Linked DNA regions of Mus musculus: regions 1 and 2 are each linked to region 3. The links are chromatin contacts, called in public HiChIP or PLAC-seq maps. All regions are on one chromosome and are shown on one strand. The core of a region is the stretch at or near the end of the contact, and the rest is flanking DNA. Distances in the headings are between cores, read along the strand shown.

The links. HiChIP or PLAC-seq counts read pairs in DNA pulled down with a chosen protein or histone mark.
Region 1: a contact with region 3 is called in a BATF HiChIP or PLAC-seq map of CD8 T cells, with 18 read pairs. The contact joins the promoter of H2-Q6 here to the enhancer-like site in region 3. A contact is called at or near these places in 2 of 15 datasets of contacts at CTCF or cohesin (CD8 T cells and the NIH/3T3 cell line), 2 of 484 Hi-C or Micro-C datasets (B cells and nephron progenitors), 6 of 115 datasets of contacts at active chromatin or transcription factors (CD8 T cells, effector CD8 T cells, embryonic stem cells and 2 more) and 3 of 9 other capture datasets (adipose tissue, liver and pancreatic islet).
Region 2: a contact with region 3 is called in a BATF HiChIP or PLAC-seq map of CD8 T cells, with 30 read pairs. The contact joins the promoter of H2-Q4 here to the enhancer-like site in region 3. A contact is called at or near these places in 1 of 15 datasets of contacts at CTCF or cohesin (CD8 T cells), 1 of 484 Hi-C or Micro-C datasets (B cells), 9 of 115 datasets of contacts at active chromatin or transcription factors (CD8 T cells, bone marrow-derived macrophages, effector CD8 T cells and 4 more) and 4 of 9 other capture datasets (adipose tissue, liver, macrophages and 1 more).

What each region holds. Positions count from the first base shown.
Region 1 is chr17:35,423,528-35,426,290 of GRCm38.p6, forward strand. It overlaps H2-Q6 (histocompatibility 2, Q region locus 6), which reads left to right and starts at 1,323. Exons shown (of 7, transcript NM_207648.2): 1 at 1,323-1,413; 2 at 1,581-1,850; 3 at 2,044-2,319. The coding sequence starts at 1,350.
Region 2 is chr17:35,378,232-35,381,187 of GRCm38.p6, forward strand. H2-Q4 (histocompatibility 2, Q region locus 4) reads left to right here and starts at 1,386. Exons shown (of 6, transcript NM_001143689.1): 1 at 1,386-1,476; 2 at 1,589-1,942; 3 at 2,130-2,405. The coding sequence starts at 1,413.
Region 3 is chr17:35,300,422-35,303,602 of GRCm38.p6, forward strand. No RefSeq gene overlaps it. Among named protein-coding and RNA genes, the nearest start is that of H2-Q1, 19 kb to the right of the region's middle. Within about 2 kb of position 1,465, at least 127 of the 459 cell types and tissues checked have an H3K27ac peak or open chromatin away from gene starts, as enhancers often do. A contact at or near this core is called in B cells, CD8 T cells, the NIH/3T3 cell line and 7 more, where this site is marked.

The sequences.
Region 1 (2,763 bases), core at 73-2,572, 120 kb after region 3:
CATCACCAGTGTGTGCTCTCTGGCATGAGAATCATCTTTCTTCCAGTGTCCACACTGCACAGGCCTGGGGAACTCTGGGGCCAACTCAATTATCAGAACCCATGTCCCACACAGCTGTGACATTCATGTCCCTCACCTCATCAGCTCATACGTGTGAGTGAAGGTCAGGGAGGGAGGGAGAGGGTCAGAAATTACATAGCTTCTACCATACTATCATATTTATTCTGTGTTATAGTTGGTGACAGTTCCTCTCCTACTGTGATTGAGTCACTAAAGCAACTGCACCTTGGAAGTGCAGAAATAGAGAAGTGCAGTGGAGACAGCGATCAGTGCCCTGCTGTCTGTGGTCTGCACAGGGGTCTCTCTTCAGTGGACAAGGGGATCTCCTGTGCTGAGTCCCAGGTCTACACAGACAAACTCAGAAGGAAGATCTTTGTTTTAAAAAACAAAAACAAAACAAAGATTCCGGGCGTGGTGGCACATGCCTTTAATCCCAGCACTTGGGAGGCAGAGGCAGGTGGATTTCTGAGTTCGAGGCCAGCCTGGAGTACAAAGTGAGTTCCAGGACAGCCAGTGCTATACAGAAAAACCCTATCTCTAAAAAAAAAAAAAAAAAAACCAAAGAAGAAACAAACAAACAAACAAACAAACAAAAACCCTGCAGCCACAGCTCTTCAACTAGGAGGTAACACAAGGAATCTGTGAGAAGACAGATCCTGAGGAGAGAGGCGAAGTCTACACTTAACTGATGAGAGTCCTGCACTCAGGCTTGGAAGTGTGAGCCGCCCATTGCAGGTGAACAGAGCCTGGTCTCTATGGAGTCCATGTGGGGCTTTGCAGACCAGCGCCTCTGCTTTAAGGAGAAGCCTATCTTCACTGCATCCCCAAGTGCTTGTGTCTCCATTGTATTCCCAGAAGTGGCATTTCTTCTAGAAGACTCCAAGGTCTGACTTCTGAAGAGAAGAAGGAAGAGGAAGAGTGGAGGATAGGGCACAGAGAGTATGGCCTGCGGGTCTCTCCTGGTGTCCTGACAGCTTCTGGATCAGAACTCGGAGACACCATGACAAACAGCTCTCTGTCCCCGGCACAGGGTTCAGGCAAAGTCTTAATCTCCAGGCTGTGAGGTCAAGGGTGGGGAAGCCCATGGCTGGGGATTCCCCATCTCCCCAGTTTCACTTCTGCTCCTAACCTGGGTCAGTTCATTCTGCCAGGACACTGATGACCTGTAACAGTTCTCACCCCTATTGGGTGAGGTGATCACCGGGAACCAATCAGCGTCGGCGCGGGAGCGGGTTGTAAAGTCCACGCTGCCCACAGGAGTCAGTCGACCTGAATCCCCGAGAGGAGCAATGGCTCTAACAACGCTGCTCTTGCTGGTGGCGGCCGCCCTGACCCTGATCGAGACCCGCGCGGGTGAGTGCGGGGTCGGGAGGGAAACAGCCCCTGTGCCGCGTCCCCGCGTCGCCCACCGGACCTCCGCCCCTTCTCCACCCGAGCCCCGAGCCCTGCTCCACTCCCGGCCCGCGTACCCGACCGGGGTCCCGGGAGGAGGTCGGGGTCTCACCGCGCGCCGCCCCCAGGCCCACACTCGCTGCGGTATTTCCACACTGCTGTGTCCTGGCCCGGCCTCGTGGAGCCCCGGTTCATTATCGTCGGCTACGTGGACAACAAGCAGTTCGTGCGCTTCGACAGCGACGCGGAAAATCCGAGGATGGAGCCGCGGGCGCGGTGGATGGAGCAGGAGGGGCCGGAGTATTGGGAGCGGGAGACACAGAAAGCCAAGGGCCATGAGGAGAGTTTCCGAGTGAGCCTGAGGACCGCACAGAGATACTACAACCAGAGCAAGGGCGGTGAGTGACCCCGGGTCGGAGGTCACGACCCCTCCACGTCCCGAAACAGAGGCCGGTGAGGTCCCGGGTCCAAAGTCCGAGTTTCAGGAGCAGAACTGACCCAGGACCGGATTCCCTTTCAGTTTGGAGGAGTCCGCGGTGGGGGGTGGGGGGGGGGGTGGGCGGAGGAGGGACTGACCACTGGGTCCCGCAGGCTCTCACACACTCCAGTGGATGTATGGCTGTGACGTGGGGTCCGACGAGCGCCTCCTCCGCGGGTACCTGCAGTTCGCCTATGAAGGCCGCGATTACATCGCCCTGAACGAAGACCTGAAAACCTGGACGGCGGCGGACATGGCTGCACAGATCACCCTACACAAGTGGGAGCAGGCTGGTATTGCAGAGAGAGACCGGGCCTACCTGGAGGGCGCTTGCGTGCAGTCGCTCCGCAGATACCTGCAGCTCCGGAAGGAGACGCTGCTGTGCACAGGTGCAGGGGCCGCGGGCAGCTCCTCCCTCTGCCCTCGGGCTGGGGCTCAGTCCTGGGGAAGAAGAAACCCTCAGCTGGGTGATGCCCCTGTCTCACAGGGGAGAGAGTGACCCTGGGTCTCCTGATCCCTCATCACAGTGACTGCACTGACTCTCCCAGGGCTCAGCCTTCTCCCTGGACAGTGCCCAGGCTGTCTCAGGAGGGAAGGAGAGAATTTCCCTGAGGTAACAACAGCTGCTCCCTTCAGTTGCCCTGTAGCCTCTGTCAGCCATGGCCTCTCCCAGGCCGGGTTCTCAGCCCACACCCACTGTCTGTAGACACTGACTCCTGTCCTGCTGAGTGTGTCAGCCCTTACACCTCATGACCTGAAGTCTCCTTTACCCGATGGGAGACATGGACTATCCTACACTAGGCTGGTTCCCCCAGTTTCTAGAACTTTCCAAA
Region 2 (2,956 bases), core at 136-2,635, 78 kb after region 3:
TGAATCCCGGTGAATCTGGGGGGCTGCTGTGGAGATCTGCATGGGGAGGTGACTGGAGTTCACACCGGTGGTCACACACATTTGTTGCTCTGTGTGATGAGTGACTCTCTTCAGGAGTCCCCACCCAACTCTGCTCTTCTTTCCACTTCACTTCTGTGGCTATGGTTTGAAAAGATCCACAGAATCATGAAATGGGTAAAATTAATCTTCCCCCACACTACTGATCAGGGATGAAACCTCACATCACCAGTGTGTGCTCTCTGGCATGAGAATCATCTTTCTTCCAGTGTCCACACTGCACAGGCCTGAGAAACTCTGGGGCCAACTCGGTTATCAGAACCAGTGTCCCACACAGCTGTGACATTCATGTCCCTCACCTCATCAGTTCAAAAGTGTGAGTGAAGGTCAGGGAGGGAGGGAGAGGGTCAGAAATTACATAGCTTCTACCGTACTATCATCATTATTCTGTGTTATAGTTGGTGACAGTTCCTCTCCTACTGTTATTGAGTCACTAAAGCAACTGCACCATGGAAGTACAGTCACAGAGAAGTGAAGTGGAGACAGGGATCAGTGCCCTGCTGTCTGTGGTCTGCACAGGGGTCTCTCTTCAGTGGACAAGGGGGTCTCCTGTGCTGAGACAATGTCCCAGGTCCACAGAGACAAACTCAGAAGGAAGATCTTTGTTTTTAAAAAAACAAAAAAGAAACAAACAAAAAACCTGCAGCCACAGACTTCATCTAGGAAGTGACACAAGGAATCTGTGTCCCAGCACAGGGCTGAGAAGACAGATCCTGAGGGAAAAGACGAAGTATCCTCTTTATAGAAGAGAGTCCTGCACTCAGGCTTGGCAGTGTGAGCCGCCCACTGCAGGTGAACAGAGCCTGGTCTCTGTGGTGTTCTAATGGGGCTTGCAGGCCAGCGCCTCTGCTTTAAGGAGAAGCCTCTCTCCACTGCATCCCCAAGCGCTTGTGTTGCCATTGTATTCCTGGAAGTGGCTTTTCTTCTGGAAGGCTCCAGGGTCTGACTTCTGAAGAGAAGAAGGAAGAGGAAGGGTGGAGGGAAGATACAGAGAGTCTGGCCTGCAGGTCTCTTCTCTCCTGGTGTCCTGACAGCTTCTGGGTCAGAACTCGGAGACACCAAGACAAACAGCTCTCTGTCCACAGCACAGGGTTCAGGCAAAGTCTTAGTCTCCAGGCAGTGAGATCAGGGGTGGGGATTTCCCATCTCCCCAGTTTCACTTCTGCTCCTAACTTGGGTCAGGTCCTTCTGCCCGGACACTGATGACTTACTGGCAGTTCTCACCCCCATTGGGTGACGTGATCACCGGGAACCAATCATCGTCGCCGCGGGAGCAGGTTATAAAGTCCACACAGCCCGCCAGAGTCAGATGCCCAGAATCCCAGAGGGGAGCAATGGCGTCAACAATGCTGCTTCTGCTGGTGGCAGTCGCCCAGACCCTGATCGAGATCCGCGCGGGTGAGTACCGGGTCCGGAGGGAAATGGCCTCTGAGGAAAGGGGAGGGGGCGGCACGGGGGAAGCCGCGTCCCGGCGTCGCCCACCTGACCCTCCGCCCCTTCTCCACCCTAGCCCCGCGCCCTGCTCCCCTCCCGGCCCGCTCACCCGCCGGGGGTCCCGGAAGGAGTTCGGGGTCTCACCGCGCCCTGCCTCCAGGCCCACACTTGCTGAGTTATTTCTACACCTCCGTGTCCCGGCCGGGCCTTGGGGAGCCCCGGTTCATCTCTGTCGGTTACGTGGACAACACGGAGTTCGTGCGCTTCGACAGCGACGCGGAGAATCCGAGATATGAGCCGCGGGCACCGTGGATGGAGCAGGAGGGGCCGGAGTATTGGGAGCGGGAAACACAGAAAGCCAAGGGCAATGAGCAGATTTTCCGAGTGAACCTGAGGACCCTGCTCAGCTACTACAACCAGAGCGCGGGCGGTGAGTGACCCCGGATCGGAGGTCACGACCCCTCCACGTCCCAAAACAGGGGCCCGAGACGTCCCGGGCCCCAAGTTCGAGGTTCTGAGCAGAACGGACGCGGGACTGGTTTCCCTTTCAGTTTGGAGGAGTCCGCGGGTGGGCGGGGCCGGGGCGTGTGGGCGGGGCTGACCGCGGGGTCCCGCAGGCTCTCACACTATTCAGGTGATCTCTGGCTGTGAAGTGGGGTCCGACGGGCGCCTCCTCCGCGGGTACCAGCAGTTCGCCTACGACGGCCGCGATTACATCGCCCTGAACGAAGACCTGAAAACGTGGACGGCGGCGGACATGGCGGCACAGATCACCCGACGCAAGTGGGAGCAGGCTGGTGCTACAGAGAAAAGCAAGGCCTACCTGGAGGGCGCGTGCGTGCAGTCCCTCCGCAGATACCTGGAGCTCGGGAAGGAGACGCTGCTGCGCACAGGTGCAGGGGCCGCGGGCAGCTCCTCCCTCTGCCCTCGGGCTGGGGCTCAGTCCTGGGGAAGAAGAAACCCTCAGCTGGGGTGATGCCCCTGTCTCAGAGGGGAGAGAGTGACCCTGGGTCTCCTGATCCCTCATCACAGTGACTGCACTGACTCTCCCAGGGCTCAGCCTTCTCCCTGGACAGTGCCCAGGCTGTCTCAGGAGGGAAGGAGAGAATTTCCCTGAGGTAACAACAGCTGCTCCCTTCAGTTCCCCTGTAGCCTCTGTCAGCCATGGCCTCTCCCAGGCCGGGTTCTCAGCCCACTGTCTGTAGACACTGACTCCTGTCCTGCTGAGTGTGTCAGCCCTTACACCTCAGGACCAGAAGTCGCCTTTAACTGATGGGAGACATGGACTACCCTACACTAGGCTGATTGCCTCAGTTTCCTGAATTTTCAAAAGAATACATTCTCCCAGATCCCTCCCTGTCTGTGGGGTTTCCACCCCTTCGACAACCTAATTCTCTCTATTCCTATAGTGGTGGTCACATCAGCCCTTATGGGGTACCCTGGA
Region 3 (3,181 bases), core at 215-2,714:
ACGTTTTTGTAGACTGAGCACTGTGGGGACGGATTGGGAAGCTCCTTCTCTGGGACTCTGTGCCCCTGAGGAAGCCAGGGCTTCTCCTGTTCACACCTTCTCTGCAGGGGAGTTAGGAGGCTCAGGCCTGACTGAGGCCCTGTGCTGCAGAGAAAAGAATCTCAGAGAGCCAAGGCATAAAAATAAAAATGGTGTCACTTCCGAATAAAATTATGGAGCTGCAGAGATTGTTCCGAGGTGAAGAATGCTCACTGCTGTTCCAGAGGACCTGGGTTCAGTTCCAGTTCTCATCCACTTGTAACTCAGCCTTAGATGGGTAGGGTGCCCTCTTCTGGCGGCCTGGGGAACTCCATGCTTGTGGGGCACAGACATACATGTGTGGGAAGCCACATGTGCCGTTGCTGAGTGGCACTGACTACTGCTGGCCACCACGCATAAAATTGGACAAACAACCAATGTGTACATATGCAGTAAAGTTTTTTGCAAAGACACTGCCTGGCCCAGGCATGATAATGAGGTTCTGTAAGGTACTGAGAGTATAACCAATTAGATGTGAGACATGCAAATGAGGTATGATAATGAGGTTCTGTAAGGTACTGAGAGAGAGTAACCAATCAGATGTGAGACATGCAAATGAGTTATGATAATGAGGCTCTGTGAGGTACTGAGAGAGAGTAGCCAATCAGATGAGGAACATGCAAATGAGGCATAGTGCATAACCAATCCGGGTGTGAGACACGCCTCTCCTAGGCCTATAAAAGCAGCACCAGTTCTGGGCTCGAGGTCTTTTCGCCTCTACAATCAAGCTCTCCCAATAAACGTGTGCAGAAGGATCCTGTTGCAGCGTCGTTCTTCCTGGCCAGTTGAGCGCGCGCAAGATACATGGAGGCAAAACACCCATATAAATAAAAATATTTTTTAAAAGAATGAAAAATAAATGAAGGGAAATAAGATTTCTGTAAAGAAAGAGATACCTGAACAGTATTGGGGGTCACTACAGCGCATAGGAACACCTCCAAACCTAGATCAGCACTCTAGGGACCCTTGCAGTAGGCGTGTACATCTAATGATGTGTACACAATGATCTTAGGGAATCAGCCAGGGAAGGGTGATTCCTTCTACAGAGTGGCCCCTGATGCTACTGGTCTATGGAGCCTGTGTGTTCGTTCATTTATGCTGTTTGTGCTGTATGCCTTGTTGTAGCTCAGGTGGACCTTGAATTCTTTATTTTATTTTAAAAATTTATTATGTACACAGTGTTCTGCCTGCATATGTCTATAGCCACCAAAAGAGGGCGCCAGATCTCATTATAGATGGTTGTGAGCCACCACGTGATTTCTGAGAAATCAACTCAGGGCCTTTGGAAGAGCAGTTAATGCTCTCAACCTCTGAGTCATCTCTCCAGTCCTGACCTTTCCCACCTACAACTTGATCCTCATGCCTCACCTCAGCATGCCATGGTGTGTGTGTGTCTATGTCACTGTGACTGGAGAGTTGGTGCTGAGTCACAATCTAGAGAGGAGCCGAGGTGTAATCTCGCTCAGAAGTTGTGTTTCAGTCCGAAGATCATAAGGACCCGTGAAAACCACAAACCAGAGGATTTGGGGCTGAAAGGAAAATCCCTGGCTGCTTCGGTATGAAGAGGGCATAGGCGACCACAACTCCCTACCTTTCCCAGCATTCAAAGCTCACAGCCACTTAGGTGATCAGGAACTGGAGCCGCTCCTATTCCTGTGTCCTGCTGCCCCCTGGCGGCCGTGCTCCGCATCGCAGCTCCCAAGAATCTTGGAGATGGACTGGGCTCTATGTCAAATGTCCCTCCAGACTGCAGACTGCAGAGTTCAGGAACTGCTGGCCAGCTTCACAAGCCCGCGAAGCTGTCCAGCTCACACTGAGGAAGGGCCACACTAAGAAACCGGGTATCCCCTGCACAGCCCGCCACAGCAGAGCATTAGTTGTTTTTCCTTTTGTGGTTGCTGTTGCCCAGGATTTACCCCAGGGCTTCCTGCCTGTTGACCGTGTCCTCACTGAACTACACACCGGCTGAGCTTGATGTGACCACACAAAGAAAGGGTCCTGGGTTTCTCTGGGAATGCCTTCAATCCCAAAACTCAGGAGAGCAGATCTCTGCATTCTTCAACCACATAGCAAGTTCCAGAACACCCGGGGCTATAAGGTAAAACCAGAAGCCTGGGATCCCCAGGTCTGACACCTAGAAGGGGGTGGTGGAGTAGGTGGGAAAGTTGTAACAAGTGAGAAAGGAGCATGGATGCCTGGGACGGGGTCTGGGTGGACTTAGGCCCCCAGCCAAGGCCCTGGGAAGTGAATGGGGTAAAGGAAATAACCTCAAATTACTCTTTTTTTCCCTTGACAGCATCTTTCACCTGGAATTTCCCCCACGCTGTAGATGGGACCTAGGGACGGCTTCCTGCCACCGAGCTGTGTCCCAGCCTTTACTTTTAAGACGTGGTCCAGGCTGGCCTTGAACTTACTCTGTAACTGAAGCAGGTTTTCCATCCAGTGCTTCTGGTCCCTAATTAGCCAGGGTTACAGGTCTGCAAACCAGCCTAGCTTTTGTTCAAGACTTGGTCAAGGTTGCCAGGCTGTGGAGACACACACCTTCAGTCCCAGCACTTAGGAGGTAGAGGCAGGTGGGTCTCTAAGTTCGAGTCCAGCCTGGTCTACAGAGTTCCAAGACAACAAAGGCTGCACAGAGAAACCCTGTCTCAAAAACCAAACAACTTGGTCAAGCATGTACCTTCACTCTAGGACTTGTGGGTCATGACCCCTTTGGGGGTCAAACAACTCTTTCACAGGGGTTGCTTAAGGCCATCAGAAAACAGTAGCAAAATTACAGTTATGAAGTAACACTGAAAATAACTTTAAGGTTGGGGTTAGTACCAGGAATTAAAGGGTCGCAGTATTAGGAATATTGAGAAACACTGCTCTGGTCTGCAAACTCCTTACAGAGGTGGGGCAGAGGGCAGCAGGAAGTGTCTGGGTCACATGAAAATGACAGGATCTGTTTTGAAGCCAGGTCCACCCCTGCCTCGATCATGGCTGCAGGTGTTACAGGCCCTCCATCCTCAAAGGAGCTGTGACAGCCACTTAGAGGCTGACACAGACAACCTCAGAGTCTGTGTTGATTATTCCCATGGTAGCCCTCAGGACAGCACCCAAA